Regions from separate parts of the Pan troglodytes genome. Here region 1 is linked to region 2. The links are chromatin contacts, called in public HiChIP or PLAC-seq maps. All regions are on one chromosome and are shown on one strand. Each heading gives the region's core, a stretch centred on a gene start, on an enhancer-like site or on the middle of the called end of the contact. The rest is flanking DNA. Distances are from core to core; before and after follow the strand shown. Region 1 holds the start of CWC27 (CWC27 spliceosome associated cyclophilin). Region 2 holds the start of PPWD1 (peptidylprolyl isomerase domain and WD repeat containing 1).

Region 1 (5,388 bases), core at 2,496-4,995, 800 kb after region 2:
TTGGCCAGATTGGTCTTGAACTCCTGACCTCAGGCAATCTGCCATAGTCTCCCAAAGTGCTGGGATTATAGGCATGAGCCACTGCACCCAGCCATCATCTTTTTATATATATTAAATAATGAATTTAAACAAAGGAAAAAAATACAAATATATATAGATTTTCTCCCCACAGCTCATGGATGGTTTTGCACACCCACTGAAGTATGCACTCACTGGTTTAGAAACCACTGCTCTAATGAACACACTAATTACATCATCCCTCCCTCCACAGGCTCTGGAATCAGGATGCCCAAATTCAAATACTGGCCCTTCCACTTACTAGCTTGCGCACACTATCTGACATCTCTGTCACTTAATTTCCTAATCTAAAAATGGGATAATAATATCTTTTAGGATTTCTGTGAGGACAAAATGAGCTATAATACATAGACTGCTTGGAAAATTAAATGACAAATAATAAGTGCTCAAAAAATGATAGTCATTATTACGTGGTTTTTTGGCCACAGGCAACTTACACCTAGTAAAAAGAATGCATATATAATCGGGCCACCTTGCTCACCAGGGTTTCTTAATCTTTTCATTAATAAGCTACTGAATTAATAAAGAAGGTATATGGCTCCTTCCTCCTCTGGCCATACATTCTCTTTGGCCATCACTACTTTGTAGGCCTCCTTGGCTCTTTCTCTTAAAATTCCCAATTAATACTTTGATAATATCATGTTTCTTATAAACATATATGCAAATATACCTATAAAGCCATTTTGATTTTCAAGATATTTAAAAACTAAGTGTGTACAACAGGAAGACAGACCCCTATCATTTGAAAGCAACATTACACTAAGTGAAGAAGCCAGACACAATTTAGAATAAGTGATCATAATATGTGGAAATTTCATCTTCAGGGAATTACCTCTTATGCTTAAAAACTTTCTGTCAAGTACTACATTTCTTTGCCTCATCTTCAGGGGCTAGGGTTACAGCAAAACACAGAACATTTATGGACAACCAGGGACCAAGCACTGGTATCATGTATCAATTACTTCCCAAGCTGATACTAAGTTCTTTGAAGGGAGGAATTTTGTCCCATTTACTCTGAATGTCTCTGTACCCTTTCAGCACCTAATGTACCATTAGATAGTAAAGGCAATAAACATTCATTGAACAGACTTATTACATTTGCTTCAAATTCTTCACAGACCAAATTTTTGTCCACACTCTTAACCTTACAGAACTTAGAAGCTTTAATATCTTTGATGAGCCTTATGCTGGAAAAAGTCCCAAGCTGTTTTTGGATGAAAACTTGGGCCCTTATGTTATCATTCAGCCTATTTCTGTTCAGAAGATAGTATTTATCACATTTTGTAATTAAACATTTATTTGCATGATTATTCAGTCAATGTATACTTCACTCAACTAACTCATGACAACTGAGTCAATGCTGTGTTTTCTTTCCATTGTCTCCCTAAAACCTAGCATAGAGCCTGGCAATTGATTTGCTCAATCATTATTTGTTGAATGAATAATCTATTCAGGAATGTATCCTTGTTAAAGCTTTTCATCTATATGACCATGTCAAATCTTCCTTTAGAATAAAGCAATTAAGTCTGTCCTTGACCAGCAGCAGTATAACCTCAAACTCACTGATACTTAATACTTCTCAAAAACTAAGAAAAATATAGTATTAATTCATCCATCCATTCATTTATTCAATACCTATCTGAACTCCTTCTATCATGTATCAAGTACTGTTCTAGATGTTTGTCTCTGCCCTTATGTTCCTTACATTCTACAGGGGGAAGGTAGGAGGAAGGATACAGTAATACTAAATAATTAATAAATACCATGGAAAAAACTAAAAAGGTTAAGGGGGCCAGAGACTGCTGGGATGCAAGGCATGATTGAAGTTTGCTATTTCATAGAAAGTAGATAAGAAAGGGCTCTTTGCTAAGGTCAACACTTGATTAGACAGAGGAACAGCAAGTGTGAAGGCCCTGTCTGGCAGGATGGTAAATCTATTCAATCTCTACCAATGTTTATTAACTGGGGGTGATATTGCCCTCAAGAAACATTTGGAAATAGGAGGAGGTAGGTATTTTGGGTTTTCACATTGATATTAAATAAGATAGGTGAGGGGTGGGATGGACATACTAATCTACAATGCCCAGGAGAAGTTCAAACAAAGAATTGAAAGAATTGGTCTGCCCATAAAATATCCATTAAATTTTTGCTGGGAATTACAGCATTTTTAGTTTCACTTTTAAATTGCTCTCATTACATTATCAAATGTCAATGAATAAAAGACTGTATAAATTATTTATGATGCAATCATGTAACAAACAGGATGGTATGTTGTGTAAATTTAGCTTATCTTAATTCAACTATATACTTCCAATCTCATTTTCTCCAATATGCTGATTCATCAAATTTCATATGTGATATAAGCTAGGTCTCAATTTAAGAATTCAGGTGACACTTATTCCACAACAGACTCTTCTGCCTTGTACAGCACACAAACATCTTGGATGGGAATTGGCATACATTAGCTATCAAATCAATCAGAGAAACCTTTCCCCATTCTAATGTGGTAATAGTCCCCATTTCCCACTTTCTCTGACTGACAGTCATCTCAGGTTTTAAAACCAGCTCAAAAGATATCTTTTCCATGAGGCTTTTCCTAACTTCCCCAGTTGTTCACTACTCAGTAACCGCCATAGCAACCTGGTCTCTTTTCCACAAGCACGCTTATCAGACATACAGGCTTTTGTTTACCTGTCTGTCTCACAAACTAAACTATAAGCTTTTCCGGGAAAACAACTACCTTACCCATCCATCTTTGTATCTCCGGCGCCTAGTACAGTGCCCAGTGCCTCGCAGGCGTTCAATTAATGATTGTAGAAGAAATGGAGAATGAATGACCTCCAAGTTAAGCAAAGAATATATCAAACTCAAAAATGTCTGTTTAAAAAGCTAAGACCCCAGAAATCGGCTGCATGAGTTGGGTTAAAGCATAAAATAGAAACGGAATGCTGGTAGGTAGAGAAATCTCCACTTGACTTCTTCAAGTACATCCTGAAAAGTACCAACATCAGTGTTTCAATGCAACATTGTCCACATGCAGGAGTAAAGACAACACTTCTCGTGGTCTCTTCCTACCACGAGATCCTGAAACCCATTCCCCACCCCAAATCCGGGAAATCTCACTTTGGGGATCCCAGGACGCCAAGTTCCCTAGATGAGGCTCTCACCTTCCCATTCGTGGGAGGCTCCTGGATGTAGATGTTGCTCATCCTGGTCAGTACAAAGGACTCTGCTCCTTATGGGGGATGAGAGCGGCCGGCCGGCCACTAAAGCTGTCCGCCTACGAGTACACTCTTCCTTAAGTCCAGTGGTGCAGGAAAGCTTCAGTTTGTCAATATCACGCAAGACAGGGACACCAAACACTACCCCTGCCCAAAGGAGCCCCTCACGGACACCGCCATGTTGTTACCGGACCCGAGCACCGCTAACCCTGAGAAGGGTTATTCCAATGTACTCCAGGGAACGAGAAAAGTCTGTAAAGTTACCATAGCTTAATGTAATTTGTATTACAATATTAGAAGGGACACTTCATAAGTGTTGGCGGTGTTTACACTACTCTCGTGTGCAGATCAAACTCAACTCCCCCTCCAAAACTATCAGTAATGGTTCGGACCATGTGTCTTCTGCAATATGACTCGTCCGGAAACTGCATCCGCATCTACTGGTTCTGCCGTCGCTAGAGGCGTACAGGCCCTTCCCGACCGTAGCGAGGGTGCTGCTGCGCTGGGGGAAGGAAAACGCCGCTTTGACTGTGCCTTGTTCTCACAGCTGGCGGGAAGCAAGCGCCTTTTCGAAAGCCAGAGGCTCGAGTTACCCCTCTTACCACCGTCATGGCAGTCCCAGGTAAGGAGCAATTACAGGGCCTCTGCGTCCGAGCTCCGAAGGGAGCGCAAGGGAGGGTAGGGTAGGGTGCGGGGTGTACGGAGCAGCGCCCATGGGGATTTAGGCGGAGGCCTTAAAATTCACAGGTTTGTTTTGTTTACATGAAAAAGTTTACACTCCAAACATAAACTCTGAAGGAAAGAAAGTAACTATCTTCCCCCCAGGAGCCAAGCCCCAGCTGCTTGGGATTACAGGGAAAGTGTATTGTGGAAGAGAGGGAGGAGGGAGAGACTGTAACTGTAGGCCTAAGGGGGCAAGCGGCCGAGAAAAACTACCTTAACTGTGGTATGGCTTAAAACTAAAACTTGAAGTGGGAACACTTGGCCGACCCAGGTAACCGGAGGCATCGTTTGTCTTAGAAGTCGCTAGGACCCACCGGGTGTGCGGGTTCTACTTCTAGCTCTTCCTGTTGTATGTAGCTGCTCCGTGGCCATAGATTGGTCGCTTTGTGCTTCTGGGCCTCAGTTTCCTTATAAAAAGAAGGAGCTTTGTTGAATTATATGTAAGATTTCTTCTAACTCTCAAATTCTATGTCCAGAAGTTACTGACCTAAAAACGGTGAACTCTGCAGAATAATTACTTAAAAGATTTTCTCGTCCTCAACTACCAGCTTACTTGGAAGTTCTAGTAGCGGAAAGCATCTCCTCAAACCGGCTTTGCCACTGCAGAACACTGATTGCAGGAGACATTTTCAGAAATACACACTTCTCCACCCCACCTCCCAACTTGGAAATTCCCAGCGCACTTTAGTAATAGAAAAGATTCTATTCTATTAGAATAGAATACTATGAATTGCTATAGAATTACTATGAACTATAGAATTACTATGGTTCAGAACCCTAACTTTGTTTAAACCTGCACTTCCCAGTATTATTTGACCAGGTTCTTTGTTCTGTGGCAGCCTTTTTGAACCTCCTTCTACAGATAGCTGTTATTGGAACACTGTGCTTTTGTACTAACTGAAGTTTGCGGAGGAGTACATCTGGAGCTGTGAGAGAGGAAATGTACACTCTTTATTAAGCCTACTGTGTGCCAGGCACTGGTACTGGGCATTGAAAATACAGTGGTGAGCAAGGTAGACATGGTTACGCTTCACACAGAACTTAGAATTTAGCAGTGAAGAGAGAGAAATTTACAGAAAGTGGGACAAGTGCCATGGCAAGGAAAATACAAGACCTTAGAAAGCACAAAGTAAGGGCACCAAACACATACAGGATGGGCAGAAGGACTTTCCAAAGGAGGTAGCACTTAGGAGGAGATCTAAATTGTAGGAGGGGTGGCTTGAAGGGAGAGGAGACTGCAGTCGGAGGAACTGGATACGTGAAGGAAGAGGAAATATGTGAAAAGAGGAAATGAAAGATGTTTTCTATGGATGGAACTCAAATACAGATGGGAGATAAGTGAGAAATTAAGTACAGAGGTAGTAGC
Region 2 (5,222 bases), core at 2,077-4,576:
AACGAGGGGAGGGGAGAATTATATGTATCCCAAATAAAATAACTGAACGATGGCCAAACGTGCCTAAAAAAAGTTGCTAAATTAAACATGACGAGCTGTTTCAGGCTTGTGTCTGATAAACTACTTTTCCCTTCATTTTTAGGAACAGAACCCCCATTTATATATGGGCATATTGATGTCCAGATATAACATGACCTTTCTCACTTTCCCCTGGAGTGAGGTTTAACCATATGCTAATGAGTAAAAGTGGAAATGTTTTGTCACAGGAAGTCTTGAAAAAGTGTGCCCTTCTTCCTTTCCTCAATCCTATAGCTTGGAACTGGGATATGACTGCTGTAATCTTAATAATCATTCAGAGAAATGAAGATGAGGGCTGTACCTTAGTTATGTTAGGGCAGAAAGCTGGAGAGAGCCTAGGAACTTCTGGAGCCTCCACACCAATCCTGGACTGCCTGCCTGTCTTGGTACTTCTACACATAAAAGTACAGCTCTATCTCTTCAACATCGTTATTTTGGGTTTTTCTGTAGTATGTAGATAAACTTAATCCTATCTGATCCAGATTCCTTTTTCTGTGTGATAGTTCACTTGTGGACAAATACTTATTAAGAACAAAATACGTTCTAGGTCACATGGGCATAAAGAAGAGTAAAACACAGTTCCTGTCCTGAAGAGATATAGTGCTATATAATCATGTCTTTCTGAAAATATATACAACAGTCCAATGTCCAAAGAACATGTTAAAGGGGGTGACTCCATTTCTAGAAAGCTGAAATTGTTAAATACTTGTCCATTTAGACAAAATTTTAAATATTTTTGTAACATTCCATGTATGTTTTTCAGTTTCAATTTTTTTCTTCAAACTGAATAAACTATTGGCTTTTTTTTTTTTTTTTTTTTTTGAGACGGAGTCTTGCTCTGTTGCCCATGCTGAAGTACAGTGGCACAATCTCAGCTCACTGCAACCTCTGCCTCCTGGGTTCAAGTGATTCTCCTGCCTCAGCCTCCTGAATAGCTGAGATTATAGGTGTGCGCCACCACGCCCGGCTAATTTTTTTGTATTTTTAGTAGAGACTGGCGGGGTTTCACCATGTTAGTCAGGCTGGTCTAGAACTCCTGACCTGATGATCTGCCCGCCTCAGCCTCCCAAAGTGCCAGGATTACAGGCATCAGCCACCACACCCGGCCAACTATTGGCTGTCTTAAAACAATAAATAACTGATTAAGAGGAAAGATTTTCACACCTACTAATTTATATCTGTCTCCGTTATATTAAGTTTATAAGACACTTGTCTTATATGTCTTAATATGCAGTCATTAAATACTTAGGCAAAGCACTGTACACCAAGCAATGAAACAAAAAAGGCGTGATTCTGGTTCTTACTTGTTTACAGTCTTAGCAGTGAAGAGAAACATTCATCAATCACATGAATAAATATATAATTAGAAACTGCGGCAAGTGCCATAAATAAAATGGTTACTATGGAAACATTTAATAAGAGGACCAGGAAGTAAAAATGATAATGCACTGTAAGGGTGTCAATATACAACGTTCAAAAAAACAGCTTCTTCAAAATTTGGATACATAAAATTTGAAGGCTACCTGTAAATTCAGTATTGATAGATAACTACCTCAGAGTTATGATCAAAGTGCTTCAGAAATCCAGTCCAGACTGGAGAAGTCACAGGCTTCCCAGAGAAGATGATAGCTAAGTGCTAAAGGTTGACCAAAAGTCAGTTCAGTGGAAGAGTTGAGGGAAATTATTCCCGGTAGAAACACCATATCTGGGTAGGAATCCAGAGGGAAAAAAAGTACAAGACCGATTCTCGAGTGATTTTAGAATGGTGGAGTACAAAGTAAGGGGTTGGGAGAGCAAGATAATGGAAGATGCACTAAGAAGGTAAGGAGAGATCACATCATAAAGGGCTTTATATGCCATGTGAGGGAGTTTGGGCTTTAATGAAAATAATGAGCTGGGCGCCGTGGCTCATGCCTGTAATCCCAGCACTTTGAGAGGCCGAGGCAGGCAGATTACGAGGTCAAGAAATCAAGACCATCCTGGCCAACATGGTGAAACCCCGTCCCTACTAAAAATACAAAAATTAGCTGGGCGTGCGGGCGTGCGCCTGTAGCCCCAGCTACTCGGGAGGCTGAGGCAGAAGAATCGCTTGAACCCCGGAGACGGAGGTTGCGGTGAGCCGAGATAGCGCCACTGCATGCGCTCCAGCCTGGGCGACAGAGCGAGACTCCGTCTCAAAAAAAAAAAAAAAAAAAAAGAGAGAGAGAGAGAAAATAATGACAAATCATTGAAGTTTTTTAAGGGAAAGTGCTAAAGTACGATTTGAGCTTAGACCACATTTAAAATGTCTTAAATACTTAAGGAAAACATTTCACAGAAAAACAAGATAACAAAACAACAAAGACAAGAAAACTTAATCTACCCCTTTTCCCACCCCTTTTATTTGATAATAATTTGTGATTATTCCTCGTTAGTGACAAAATGCCTCAGCCCATCGTATCAAGAGCGTGATTTCAAAACCACAGACTTCGGGTTTTGGATGAAAACAAATCTGTGATCTAGGAAGCTTACGTCACTTTCCCTAGATGCGAAATTTTATTAGTGGAAGTGTCAGAGTTGAAATTATCTTTACCTACCATGATTCGAAATAAGCACCGCCTTCCTCTCGCGCCCCAACACATTAATACATTAACACCACTCCTGAACTAAAGCCTTAAAGAGAACTGGTACCCTTTTGCATACCTAAATAAGAGTTCGAAATTCCAACTTCATGTGGCTGCTGTGGGGAGTAAATGAGAGGAGCCAAACACATAAGAATAGGAAAATGTTAGTTTTAGCATCTGTCATAACAAATCAATGATCAAAAGTGTTAGATATTATCAAAAAGACGTTGTACTACGCTTAAATCACTATTTCGTTAAGACATGCAAGTATGGAGTAGCCAGAAGTGAGAGGACGGCCCTCTGTTCTGAGGGCACAAAACTCCACACATCATCCCTCTTCGGATCTGGCTTGAACCCTCCTACTCAGCGGACGCAGCACTCCAATTCGTCCCGGTACTATGTCTGCAGCTACCTTTCCTCTTCTTGGCCAGTGTTGCCTCCACAGGTAAAGGTCCAACCCAGCGCTCTTCGTTCTCCTCATCGTTCTCCTGGGACACCGCCACTGCTACTGCCAGCTCTCTTTCGCTGAGTTCTGTTTTTTCCGGTTCCTCCGGGTCCCGGCGCCTTCTACGTCTCTGCTGAAAATCGCTACCACTTTCCGCCGCCATGTTGTTCGCATCGTCAGAAAAGGCGCGACACAAAACTCAGCTACAAATCCCAAAGCAGCGGCGCAGTCTTCTGTCAGCGTCCGAGCGAGTTTCGGGATTGGCTGGGGTGGGAATGAACACATCCAATGGGCATGCAGCGCGCGCAGAAGTCCGGGGCTGGCAAGCGCTTCCTGCGCAGCGCCTAGGCGACCTGGAGTTTGTGAAGCTGTGATGGTAAGACCTGGGCCGGGGATGTTGATATAACGGTTGAATCTTGTGGAGCTCCAGTCCTGAAGGTGAAACCCTTATCGCCGGCCAATTAGATACCTGACTTCCCAGCCGGGCTTTGAGTCCCGTTCTTCTCGGCTTCCCGCGCGCCAACGCAAGCTCCATAACCTCACCAATATTTAGAGAAAGACGGAAGGGTGGGGACAGAAGGAAGTGGTTAACTCGCGGGTTTCCTTTCAGATGCACTAAACATGTTTTCTCTCCTGACCTTTATTCTTTCACACACTCACTGAAGAAGGTGGTGAGTGCTTGTTACTGTTTCTGGGGGTGGGGTGGAGAAGCAGCTACTTCAAATAACCAAAAGACCTAGGGCAGAACGGGTCACCCTTCTTTCTTCTCTCTGGTATAGGATTTCATCTCCTAGCAGTCATCTGAACTCTTTCTCCTCCTCCTCATCTGTCTTCTTCATTTTTAAAAAATTAGGTAAAAAGCACATAACATAAAATGTATTATCTTAATCTCTTTTTTAAAAAATCAAATACAGCTTGTCAAAATGACCTCCGTAAAACACTTCTTTTTTTTCTCTGCAATTACTTTTGCACCAACCTAATAAAATCCTCGTCGTAAATCTCTTCTCTACTTTTGCCTTGAGATAGGCACCACGTACAGGGAAGGAACTGCCCCCCCATAGTAGGCACTTTATTTTATTTCAAAGGTTCCCATTATTTGACCATTCTACCTAGCAAGTCTCATTTCTTCTCTGCCCTCTGCTCTCATCAGGCTACTTTCTTTTGTGTCTCACAAATTTCCCCTGTTCGTTCTTGCCTCCTACTCTTATGTTTTTATGCTTGAAAGCATCTCCACAGCGATTTAGCCTTCATGTTTACAGCTTCTCATCTTTCAGAGACCATGGCAATAATGAGGATGAAGATGATAATGATAATGATAATAATAATGTAGCTAGTTAACATTTATTAAGCATTATTATGGACTAATTCCTTCCGGGTTGGTTTTTCTAACCTTCCCTATCCTGAATTCCGATAGTACTTGCAGGTAGTGTTGTATACTTTACCATTTCATAGCACTTCTGACTACCTGAAATTATATCATGTATTTAGTTATCCATTCATTTATATTGTCTGCATGAGAATGGAAGCTCTACAAGTACAAAGACTTTTTCATCTACACAGCTAAAGCCAGTGTCTGACCAATGGCACACATTAACATATTTGTTGAATAAATGAATGTATTTTAGAATTATGTGGGTATTTTTTGCTTATTTCATGTATATTAATCTTTTCCCAATTAATAGTGCGAGTTTCTTTAAGTATAGTATTATCCCTAAATAAAGAGATGCTGTTTTTCTTCAATAAATGATTAAGTATTGTAGTCCTAACTGGGGACCTCAAAAAGTTCACTTGTTCCCTTTCCAGGAAGATAGGTTTAAGGATACAAAATGTGGGAAAGGGAAAAGTTCAACTCTTAAGTGTGTGTGTGTGTGTTTTAATTAAACAACTGAAATTTATTTCTCACAGGTCTAGAGGCTGGAGATTCAAGATCTGGGTGCCATCATTTTCTGGTTCTGTTGATGACCCTCTTCCAGGTTACATACAGCTTTCATCTTGCATCCTCAAGTGGTAGAGAGCAAACTCTTAAATGTTTCTATATGTTTTTATTCTACTGCCACATTAAATCGCCAAGCCAGATAATTTGTTGAATATTTATC

The links. HiChIP or PLAC-seq counts read pairs in DNA pulled down with a chosen protein or histone mark.
Region 1: an H3K4me3 HiChIP or PLAC-seq map of stem cell-derived excitatory neurons shows a contact between it and region 2, with 3 times the contacts expected there. The contact joins the promoter of CWC27 here to the promoter of PPWD1 in region 2. A contact is called at or near these places in 1 of 1 datasets of contacts at active chromatin or transcription factors (stem cell-derived excitatory neurons) and 1 of 1 other capture datasets (stem cell-derived neural stem cells).

What each region holds. Positions count from the first base shown.
Region 1 is chr4:49,869,523-49,874,910 of NHGRI_mPanTro3-v2.0_pri, forward strand. CWC27 (CWC27 spliceosome associated cyclophilin) reads right to left here and starts at 3,746. Exons shown (of 14, transcript XM_517739.8): 1 at 3,246-3,746. The coding sequence starts at 3,287. SREK1IP1 (SREK1 interacting protein 1) reads left to right here and starts at 3,783. Exons shown (of 5, transcript XM_001165048.8): 1 at 3,783-3,921. The coding sequence starts at 3,909.
Region 2 is chr4:49,072,430-49,077,651 of NHGRI_mPanTro3-v2.0_pri, forward strand. PPWD1 (peptidylprolyl isomerase domain and WD repeat containing 1) reads right to left here and starts at 3,327. Exons shown (of 12, transcript XM_001164029.7): 1 at 3,094-3,327; 2 at 2,761-2,797. The coding sequence starts at 3,162. CENPK (centromere protein K) reads left to right here and starts at 3,269. Exons shown (of 11, transcript XM_063811197.1): 1 at 3,269-3,502; 2 at 5,032-5,133.